Regions from separate parts of the Sus scrofa genome. Here regions 2 and 3 are each linked to region 1. Evidence: chromatin contacts called from public Hi-C and HiChIP or PLAC-seq data. All regions are on one chromosome and are shown on one strand. The core of a region is the stretch at or near the end of the contact, and the rest is flanking DNA. Distances in the headings are between cores, read along the strand shown.

Evidence for each region. Hi-C and Micro-C count contacts between places; a contact is called where the count stands out from the background. HiChIP or PLAC-seq counts read pairs in DNA pulled down with a chosen protein or histone mark.
Region 2: a contact with region 1 is called in an H3K27ac HiChIP or PLAC-seq map of alveolar macrophages. The contact joins the promoter of NT5C2 here to the promoter of WBP1L in region 1. A contact is called at or near these places in 1 of 5 promoter capture datasets (liver) and 1 of 2 datasets of contacts at active chromatin or transcription factors (alveolar macrophages).
Region 3: a contact with region 1 is called in a Hi-C map of skeletal muscle, with 2.6 times the contacts expected there. The contact joins the enhancer-like site here to the promoter of WBP1L in region 1. A contact is called at or near these places in 6 of 47 Hi-C or Micro-C datasets (alveolar macrophages, embryonic fibroblasts, mesenteric adipose tissue and 3 more) and 2 of 2 datasets of contacts at active chromatin or transcription factors (alveolar macrophages and skeletal muscle).

Annotation. Positions count from the first base shown.
Region 1 is chr14:113,736,315-113,740,072 of Sscrofa11.1, forward strand. It overlaps WBP1L (WW domain binding protein 1-like), which reads left to right and starts at 1,444. Exons shown (of 4, transcript XM_001929157.7): 1 at 1,444-1,637. The coding sequence starts at 1,548.
Region 2 is chr14:114,165,794-114,169,258 of Sscrofa11.1, forward strand. It overlaps NT5C2 (cytosolic purine 5'-nucleotidase), which reads right to left and starts at 1,667. Exons shown (of 18, transcript XM_001929278.6): 1 at 1,568-1,667. The region is part of intron 10 of PCGF6 (polycomb group RING finger protein 6); the gene reads right to left.
Region 3 is chr14:114,184,988-114,188,644 of Sscrofa11.1, forward strand. All of the region lies in intron 10 of PCGF6 (polycomb group RING finger protein 6), which reads right to left. Among named protein-coding and RNA genes, the nearest start is that of NT5C2, 19 kb to the left of the region's middle. Within about 2 kb of position 1,909, at least 16 of the 83 cell types and tissues checked have an H3K27ac peak or open chromatin away from gene starts, as enhancers often do. A contact at or near this core is called in mesenteric adipose tissue and skeletal muscle, where this site is marked.

The DNA.
Region 1 (3,758 bases), core at 194-2,693:
AGCACTTGGAAAAGCAGGATCAAGATAGAGACAGAACTGATTTCTTCACTCTTACCTGTTTCCCACTTTGCCATCATTTAAACCAAGAACCAACTCCCTCTGGGCTCAGCTATGGGCTAGAATGGGCCAGGCTCTGAAATGCTTTGGCAGGTTTTTTGAGAGGAAATTGGCAGCTACAGGGCAGCTGGCTTCTCTGCTTTGGGTCTTCTTTTGTTCGTTTATTCTCCCAACATTGATTGAGCTCGTGACTGGGCCCTGTACAAGGTGCTGTAGGAGTTTCTTTAAAAAAAAATGTGTAAGATCTGGTGTGCCATACAAAAAGCTACACGTCTAGTGGGAGGGGTCAAGCAGGCAGAAACTACAGATAGATACACTGTGTGCTAAGTGTTATGTGAATTCAGAAGAGAGGAGGGGGTGGGAATGAGGAGTTTGTAAACAGGAAACTGTGTAAAGTGTAAATGAAGTTAAGGGCACTGCATAGCTCAGTACTCTGGGGAGCTCTAAACTGTTACGTGTGAGCAGGATGTGGGAAGTGAAGCGGCAGTGGGTGAGATAAAGAGGTATGCTGGGACCAGGACACACAAAGAAGCATGTTAAAAGTTGGGACTATAAGTCCAGTCCAGGTGGTTGAAGTATTTCGAGAGGGGAAGCCCTGAGATGAGAATTCTTGGTTTTAGGTGGTAGAGCACCCCAGCTTTGGTTGGTGAAAGGGATTCAAGAAAGAATTGGAACTGGGACAGAAGAGACCATTTGTATTTAGCCAGAAAATGAGAACATGGATTGAAGCAATGGGGATGGATTTCAGACCTATTTTTAAGGTAGAATCAATAGAATTTCGTCTCTCTCATTTGTGGTGACAAAGCACTGTCTCAAATAAAGGTACTGCCTTATAGGGAATTCAAATTGACTGAAACCACTGTTTGAGATCACGAGCGGGACCTGGTACTGGGGCTATGCTTAAAGACAAAAGACATCAAAAGCTCTTTAGACTGCAGTTGTCTTTCAGAGCGCTCGGTTACCTTCTAAAATGAACTTATTTTCCAACACCCCTTAGAATTGCTATACCCCTTCCCTTTCTTTGCTGAACTGGGGAAATCTTCCGCCACACTCAAGATGGCGGCACCAAAATGGACTTCTATACATGTTTTGGATTGCCCAGCCCCGTGATTCCAGCTACTTCCGCCACTCTCTGCGGAGCAGCACGCGTTTACGCCTCCTCGCAGCACTCAAGATGGCCCGGCTTCCTCCTACTTTTCATTGGCCAGCTCTCTCCGGTCTTCCGACATCATGAGGGGGCGGGACTTGTATTTGATCGACGGCTGTTTTAACCAATGGAAAAAGGGATAAAACCAATGAAGCGCTGGAACTGGAGAACCATCCCAGCGTCTGGGAGGTGTTTCGGCTGGGCGGGGTGGAGCAGAGCCGGAAGCGGGTGGGGAGAGTGAAACAGGAAAAGAAGGGAAGAAGGAAGAAGAGGGAAGAGGAGGAGAGGGAGGAGGAGGAGGGAGGCGGCGGCGCCGTGGCGGAGGAGCAGGAGCAGGAGGGGGATGGAGAGGAGAAGGCTCCTGGGTGGCATGGCGCTCCTGCTCCTCCAGGCGCTGCCCAGCCCCCTGTCAGCCAGGGCCGAACCCCCGCAGGTAAGGGGGAGGGAGCGTCTGGGCCAGGCTGGAGGTCTGGGGGTCGTCGAGGCCTGGCTGGAGGGGGCTGAAGGGATGTTGTCAAGAGTCGACGGGTCCCAAGAGGGGCACCCATGTCTGGAGTGGACAGGATGTAAGGGGGCGTCGGTGTTTAACTGAGGGACACCTGTGACGGCTTTGGTGTCAGGGAAGTGGCAGAGGCATGGTACCAAGTGAGTGAGGGGTCTTTGAGACGGCAGTTAGGTAAGGTGGGATGGGATGGCTGTGGCCGGATAGTGGTGCCAAGCAGGGGCATGAGGGGCGCGCATTCTTGTCTCACAGTGTCTCCAAGGCAGCGATGCCGCGTTTACGTCTGTGCGGATAGGGGTCCGTGGGTTATTGAGTGGGCCTGAGAGGGAGGGAGGGGCTGAGAGGATATTTATTTCAAGCTGCACCTGGGAAAGGTCTAGGAGCCTCTAGGCCCCATTTTTAATGGTGTTGGAGGCAGGGATCTTGGAAGGCAGGTGAGATGAAGTAGACTGGGGCTCCTCAGGAGCATGGCACACGAGCGGTAACAAGCTCTCACTGTTGGGCGGGCTGGCTGGTCTGGGGGAGCCAGTCACCGATGTCGGTCTGGGCCAGCTCGGCGTTTTGAGCAAAGGGTGGTGCTGATGCCAGTAAGGGCAACAAATGGAGCACCCCAGCTTTTCTTGCTAGGTGGCTTGCCTCTTATCCAGGCAGAGAAGCTTGTGCTGATTTCAGCTGCTGCTGGCATTTCGAAACCTTAATGGGAGCGTTGCTCCTGGTGCCAAGTTGGGTGGGGTGCAGCAGGGGGAATCACCCCTCCTTCCCTTGCATTTGGCAAGGCTTTACCATTCTATTTTCTTCACTTTCTGTTCCCGTCCCTGTCTTTTCAGAAAGGCACACACACAGAGCAAAATGGCAGAGTCTCTACAGCTTAGCATGAACTTTGTGTTGTGATCAAGTAGACGCAGAGTACCAGCAAAAATACACACACTTATCTTTTCCCTAGGAGTTTATGGGCAGTCTTTTCACATATGCATCTTGTCTTGCTCATCCTCTATGTAACAAATTAATTTTTTAAATGACCTGAAGTGTATATAACATAAACCATTTAAAACCACTTAACCATTTTAAAGTGAATACTTCAGTGGCATTTAGTACACTCACAGTGTTGTGCAACCACCGCCTCTATCTAGTTCCAAAACATTTTCATCACTCCAAAAGAAAAGCCTGTACCATTAAACAGTTCCTCCCCATTCCTCCTTCCCCCATACCCTGGCAACCACCAGTCTGCTGTCTCTGTGGATTTATCTGTTCAGGATATTTCATATAAATGGAATCCTACAGTATGTGACCTTTTGTGTCTGGCTTCTTTCTCTTACCATAATGTTCAAGGTTTATCTGTTTTTGTGGCTGAATAATACTCCATTGTGTGGCTACACCACAATTTATTTATTCCTTTATCTATAGAAGTATCCTCTGCTTCTCTCAAAGAATACATTTACGTGTATTAGAAAGAACGCACAAAAGGAATATAGCTCATTTTCTGACCCAATACATTGCTTTTTTCTACAGCTGGGACTCTCCTGTTTTAGGCTTTGTTGGGGTTGTTTTCCCAGTTAAAATCATCAACTGACAGGAGAAATAAATTTGCTTTATCTTCTAGAAAAGTTACAATCTTTAGGACTGGTAAAGCTAAGAAGTATAGATGTTGAAAGAACAAAATAGAGAACTGTTGCTTTTCCTTTGCCCCTGCCTATTTCTGTCGCTGTCGCTAAAGGCTGTTCCCAGTGACCAGCAATTAAATGGTAGAGGGTCGATTTAGGAACCGTGCAGCCTTTGGAGGTGGGAGCCCTGGGTCTGTGGTCTCCATCACCCCAGGAGAGAGGGGTGGTTGGCTTCCAAGGCACTGGTGGGAACCAGGTCCATTTCTTTAGCAGGAGAGGAGGAAGGATGGAAGGGGGAGATTCCTTCCTTGCTCATGGAAGGAAGCCTGGGAGGTGGAGGGAAGGGGTGGGAGGGGATCTTCAGTGTCATGCCCTAATTGCAGTTTGTGGATCACAGGCCATTTTCTTATCATTTCTCTGGCACTCCCACTACTTATTTTTGGGACAGGGT
Region 2 (3,465 bases), core at 417-2,916, 430 kb after region 1:
ACAATCATAAACTTTTGGAAACCTTTAGCTGATGGCAAATTTTCATACAATGGAATCAAATCTTGGAACTGAATGGACCCTTGCTGAGCATCTCCTTCCGCCCTCTCGTTTTACAGATTAGTTGGTCACTAAACTCTAAAATCTAAATACTGGGTTGATAAGAATAATGCAGCAACCCATACTACCGAAATGTAGCTGCTGATATTGCCACAGAAATGCATTTCAAAAATAAGGTCTGTGTGCTAGCATCAGCCCAGCATGTGGAGTTCTGCTTTTAATTACTAGCTGTGTCTTCTTGAACTTAACCTCTTCAGGCCCGGATGTTTTCATCTTGGTAAATTCTAATCACTACTGAAAAGTGTCCAGGTAAATATAGAAAAAGACCTCAATAATATTAAGTTTTCACGGTGAATGGCACTGTTTCACATTACAGGTAGCAGAGTTTGCATCCGCTGCCTTAAGAGGCAAAAGAGTTGTAGAGACATTATGAAACAAGTTCAATCAAGAGGAACCAGTCTGCACCTGGACATGCACACTCGCGCACACACAACCTTATAAATGGTTGGTGACTAGTCATTGCAGAGCACTGCACTTAGAATGCATCCTCAAAACAACGGCCCAAAGCCGAGAGCAAGGGAAACCACTACATCTGACACCCAGCTCTACCTACAGCCTTGAACAGCTGAGGCCTACCGGAGTCAAAACTCCCAAACGTCACGCTTACAACTAGTGGTTAGGCCTCAGATTTGCATCTCACTCTCGGCCCGCTCTCTCGAGAGCTTCGGGGGTCCCCAGGAAATGGCAACGCATTGACTGCCACCGGACAGCTGGCCCCTGACTTGGGAGCAACTGGAAAATAACAAGCACGGTTTTTGTGGAGGCTTGCAATTCGATGTGCGCTTTCCAGGAAGTGCTGCAAACGACAAAACTGGCATGTGGGCAATCAGTTGGCAATTTCTTGTGGTTCTTGCTACAACGTTCTCAACCCTGCGTACTAACTCGGAAGCCGGCTAGTTCCTCGCGGTCGACCGGGATCGCGCAAGGGGTGGGGAGGCCGGTTAAGAGAGCAGACAAGCAGGCTTCGGGAGAGGAAGCCCGCCGTCGGCCCGAAAAAATAAGCAGATCTGAGTAAAGGGGTGTCCGCCTGCGGCGGGATGGGGGCTGCCACCAGTGTGAGGGAAAAGCGGGGAAACGGGCCGGAACGCGGCAGGGCTGGCTGCAGAGACGAAGGGCCGCGCTCCAAGGAAAGGCGGGTCCCCGCGAGCCCAAGGCCGGGAAACAATGGCGCGACCGTGACGTGGGGCTGGGGGCGTCGCTGCGGCGCGGAGGAAAGGGCTGCTCAGAGGCGGGGGTGACTTGGGGCTGGGTGTGTGAGGAGGCGCCGGTGCGAGGTCCGCGGGCTCGCAGGCGGGCGCTCGGACCAAGAGGGGCTTGAGGGGCGCAGCGAACGGGTGGGGCCCGGGCGGCGGCAGGCGGGGACCCCTGACCCAGGTCGCGCGCTCTGCCGCGCACCCTCCCTCGCCCGCCCGCTCTTTCCCCGCCCGCCCGCGGGTCCCACCGCACTCACCGGCCCCGCCGCACGGCAGCAATCCCAGCGCGCAACTGCCGCAGCCGCCTGGGCGCGCGCCCTCCCCGCCCCCGCCGCCCCGGCCCGGTCCCCGCCCCCTGCTCGCGCCCGGCCAGGGACCGGCGCGCTGTTCCGTTCCCCCGCGCAGCCGCAGAACACCGTTGCCGCGACGCTCCCTGGCTGCGCAGCGATATAGAAGCCACTAAACAGGCCCGCGACTCGCGAGTCTGGGAATCTTCAGACAACACTGCCTGCTGCCGAGCTGTGGGTTGACGCACGTTAACAACCCTTCCTTATCCTTTAGGTCTCCATGCCTAGTCTTTCTGCCGGGCCCTGACTACCTTGCTTACTCCGACGCTTTTTCTTCGAGGGTGGGAGCATCTGTCTTCACAGCCATAGAAACTTCCAGTCCAGAGACTTCAAAAACTATCCGGTCCAGACTCCCAAACAACGCTTGAATTCCAAAGATAACTAAAAGTACCTGCTTTAGAGTTCACCAGGGTTCGAATCCCAGTTCCACAACTTACAAACTGTGTCACCTTTGGGCGAGCTACCTGACCTCATCATACCCAGTTCTGAACTTTCACTCTCTGGCCAAGTCCTACCCTTGGAACCTCAGAGAACAGGTCTAATTTCTCTAACATCTTCTACTTTTAAGGTACTTAAACACTTCTGCCTAAGGTCTTTTCTTATTCAAGACCAGTATCTCCTGTTCCTTCCATTGTTCCTCCTATGCCCTGGTTTTGAGGGTCTTTGTCCTCATTCTTCTCATGCACCTAGTCAGTTTGACTGTGGCTCCTTTAGAGTTTGTTGTCCAAGACTGTCTGCGGTTCCATCAGAGCAAAGCAGGATCTAGCGTCCTCCTTCCTCCTTGCATTCATGCAATAAAGTTCTGGCACCTGCACTACCGGCTTATACCACAGCCTCAGCAACACGGGATCAGAGCCATGTCTTTGACCTACATACACAGCTCATGGCAACACTGGATCCTTAACCCACTGAGCGAGGCCAGAGATCAAACCCGCCTCGTGCATCCTAGACGGGTTCATTACCACTCAGCCGAGAACTACCAGAAATCCCTCCAAGACTTTTTTTTTTAAGTGCTCTGCTGGAGCATTTTTACCCTCTCTTGAGTTTTTGAGCCAACTGCAGTTCAAGTCAGCTGAGGATGGACTTTGGGCTTCTCACCTACTAGATTTTTCAGGATATGTGGGGAGATGAAGTAGGATTGGAAGGTAGTCTAACACTAAACCAGCGTGCATGGAAAAAGGCCAGAGTTTGTGTCTAAAGATCATGTCACTAAGCAAAGATAGGTAGGTAGGTAGATAGATAGATAGAAGGAAATAAGGAAGGAAATAAGTACTTACGTTCATAGGGGTTTCTAAGTACTTAGAAGGAAATAAGTACTATGTTCATAGTGGTTTACTCTAAGTGATAAGACTTTGGAGTGGTTTCTTCTTCATACTTTTTCATAAATTTCCCAAATTTTCTACTTTTTTTTTTTTTTTTTTTTTTGCTGCACCCTCAGCATGTGAAAGTTCTGGGCCAGGGATAAAACTCTAACCAAACTTGCAGCCTGCTCCATGGCTATAGCAACACCGGATCCTTAACCTGCTGTGCCACAAGGGAACTTCCTTTTCTACACTGTTTGTATTACTTTTATAATCAATAAGTTCCTTTCCAAAAGAAAGAAAAAAGTTTTTTGGCCACACCTGTGTCATATGGAAGTTCCTTGGCCAGGGATCAAATCCATGCCACTGCTATAGCAACGCTAGATCCTTAACCTACTGCGCCACATGAGAACTTCCAGAAAAAAAAATTTTTTTTAATCAGATGAAATAACTTAGGGAAAGAAATGGGAAACAAAGCTAAGACATAACAGACTAGGAGAAAACATT
Region 3 (3,657 bases), core at 659-3,158, 450 kb after region 1:
CAAGGAGCCAGGAAGACTGAGTCACCTGGGTGTTTTAGAAAAAAAACCTTACACTTTCCACCTGCGTTTTTCCTTTACTCTCTTATCACCACCACATTCACAATAGTGCTGACCCCAGACATGTGGGGTTTTTCCCCCACACCAAGCAATCCTCTGTGAACAGTGGGGTGTTCTACCATCTAACTCAATTCTGACACTCCCTACAAGAGATAGCGTCAGTGCCCACAAGTTAAAGACTTGGTCCCATGAGACTGCACCCCCTCCCCCAAGTTCAGATGCCAATCACAAGGTTATCCACAACTTCCGCCTGACTTGGCTACAAATCAGAGGTTCCCATAACCTCTTCCCCCCTTGGATTTGATTATTTACTAGGGCAGCTCTTAGAACTCAGAGACACCTTGTCTTACATGTACCAGTTTATTAAGGGTTATGATAAAGGGCACAGACGAACAGCCAGATGAAGAGATACAAAAGGTGAGGTCTGAGAGGATCTGAGCCCAGAAGCTTCTGTCTCAGTGAAGTCGGGATGGGTCTTCCTCCTGGTACGAGGATATGTTCACCAAGATGGAAGCTCCCTGAGCTCCAAACTTTTGGGAGCTACCAACTTTTTATGGAGGTTTCATTACCTGGGCATGACTGATATAACTCCATTTCCAGCCCATCTCCCTTCTTACGAGAATGGGGGCCAGGGATGAAAATTCCAAGCTTCTGGAGTTCCTGTCGTGGTGCAGCGGAAACGAATACAACTAAGAACCATCAGGTTGTGGGTTTGATCCCTGGCCTTGCTCAGTGGGTTAAGGATCCAGCATTGCCATGAGCTGTGGTGTAGGTCGAAAACAGGCTCGAATCTGGCGTTGCTGTGGCTGTGGTACAGGCCGGTAGCTATATAGCTCCGATTAGACCCCTAGCCTGGGAACCTCCATATGCCGCGGGCGCAGCCCTAAAAAGACAAACAAAGAAAAAGAAAAAAGAAAAATTCCAAGCTTCTAATCATGGCTTGGTCTTTCCGGTGCTCATCCAGGAGCCACCCAGAGTCACCTCAATAGAACAAAGAGCCCCATTACCCAGGAAATTACAAGCATTTTGGGATCTTCTGTGCCAGAAACCAGGGAAAGAGACCGCTATTATGTTTTCTATTATCTCACGCTGGGTGTGTTTTCTTCCCAGACACGGTGAGAGGCCAGGAAGCGGAGTCAGACCCCAGGACCCATCATGCTGGCCCTGCTGCTAACCCACAGTGTGAGGCCTTCAACAATTCGGAAACTTGTTTTTCTCTTCTATGAAACGGAGGCAGTAATGTCTGCTCTGTATTTCTCAAAGTTGTTTTGGGAATCATATAAGTAATGGCTCTGATCCTGGTTTAAAAGCACCAGAAGAATGTGTATTTATAACCTGGTCAAGGCCCCAAGTTATAACTAGGTTTCTACCAGGGATCCTTCCCTCCACCTTCTCCTCCAGCCCAACCAGGACCCCACAGTACAAGGCTCCAGGGTAGACTCCTAGGCCTTGGCTTAGAGCAGTGGGGCAAGGAGAAGCCAGTTTCTTCTTTCTCGGAGTCCTGGTCCCCCAGGTCTCTCTGGGATGGAGTAAGCTCTCTAAGTATTAAACACTCAGGAATCTACAAATACTCTTGGAATTCCAGCTTAGTGAGCCTGTTCAATAACGCTTCCTGCTCCACTAACAAAGGGTGATAGCAGAGGAATGCTGGGAGGCAGTCCCTTCTCCTGCCTCCAAAGAATCCTGGCAGCTCAACTTGTTATCTCCACATGTTATATCTGGAAGAAACTTTAGATCAGTGGTTCACAATTCTGGCTGAACATTAGAATCACCAGGGAAAAATACCCTTGCCTGGCTGTACTGCACGCCAATTAAATCAGAGCCTTTGGGGGAGGGACCTAGACAACAGTATTTTTAAAGCTCCCCAGATGATTGCAATGAGTAGCCTCATTTGGGAACAGCTGCTACCAAGGCTCCAGGAACATCTCGCTTTACAGAAGGAAAAACTGAGGCCTTGGGAACTGAAGAATTTTGTCTGAAGTCATACACCTGATTAAGCGTTTGAGCTATCCGGTCAACATGTTGCTGAGAATAACAGCTCATTTCTGTTGACCATTTACTCTGGGCCAGAGCAAGCACCAAGCACTTTACAAATATAATCTCAATAAGTCACCACAGTTAAGGTTATGAGAAAACTGAGGCCCACGGAGTTTAACTAGTCTTCTGAAGGTCAAAACAACTGCACAGTGGCAGAGATCCCAGTTTAATTGTTCGACTCAGTTTGAGCAGCATGCGGATGACAAGATAGGGATAGGGCCCTTGCCCTTAAGGAATTTACAGCCTACCTGGAGGAATAGGACATACATAAATGAGTCAACACTTAAAGCAGTCTGATATGTGTTATAGTAAAAGTAAACAACGGAAGGACAAGGAAGACTTGTAACGCTGGAAAAGTCAAAGAAGTCTTCCTGGAGGAGGAGGTACTTACAGAGGTATTATTACTACTACTACTACTATAATTATTATTATTTTGGCCAATTCCCTTAGTATGTGGAGGTTCCCAGGGCCAGGGATCAAACTCAAGCCGCAAAAATGACCTGAGTTGCTGCAGTGACAATGCTGGATCTTTTACCCACTGAGCTACCATGGAACTCCTGAAGAAGCCTTAAAATGTGAATGAAAGGTAGTTTAGTGAAAAGAGAGGAGGGAGAGGAAGTGGGCTAGCCAGTGTAAAGAATGGTGACTGCTCAGAGCTATGCAGTAATTCATAATGACTTGATAAGTACAATTTGGGTGAAGCTCTCACCAAGAGGTAAGACGGAAGAAGTACAAAGACTAGATCATGAAGGAGTCTGAAAGAGGGAAACCATGGCAGGATGATAAACAGACAGTGGAAGGATATACATTTATGTATTTAAAAATTGTTGGTGAGGAGTTCCTGTCGTGGCGCAGTGGAAAACAAATCCAACTGGGAACCATGAGGTTTCAGGTTCGATCCCTGGCCTCACTCAGTGGGTTGAGGATCCGGTTTTGCCGTGGGCTGTGGTGTGGGTCACAGACACAGCTGGGATCTGGCATTGCTGTGTCTGTGGCATAGGCCAGCAGCAATAGCTCTGATTGGACCCCTAGCCTGGGAACCTCCATGTGCTGTGGGTGCGGCCCTAAAAAGACAAAAGACAAAAAAAAAAAAATTATTGGCGAATACGATATCAAAAGCACAGGCAACAAAGAAAATATAAAGTGGATTACATCAAAATTAAAAATGTTTGTGCACCAAAATATACTCTTAACAGAGAAAAAGGGCAAATCATGGAATGGAAGAATAACATCAAAAAAAAACTAGCTGATTCAAAAATGGGCAGAGGGCTGGTATCCATATTTCTTTTTTTTTTTTGGCTTTTCTAGGGATGCACCCTCGGCATATGGAGGTTCCCAGGCTAGGTGTCTAATCGGAGCTGTAGCAGCCGGCCTACACCAGAGCCACAGCAACGCGGGATCCAAGTCGAGTCTGCAACCTACACCACAGCTCACAGCAACGCTGGATCCTTAACCCACTGAGTACAGCCAGGGATCGAACCTGCAACCTCATGGTTCCTAGTCAGATTCATTAACCACTGCGCCACAAGGGGAGCTCCTGGTGTCCATACTTCTGCAAAAAAG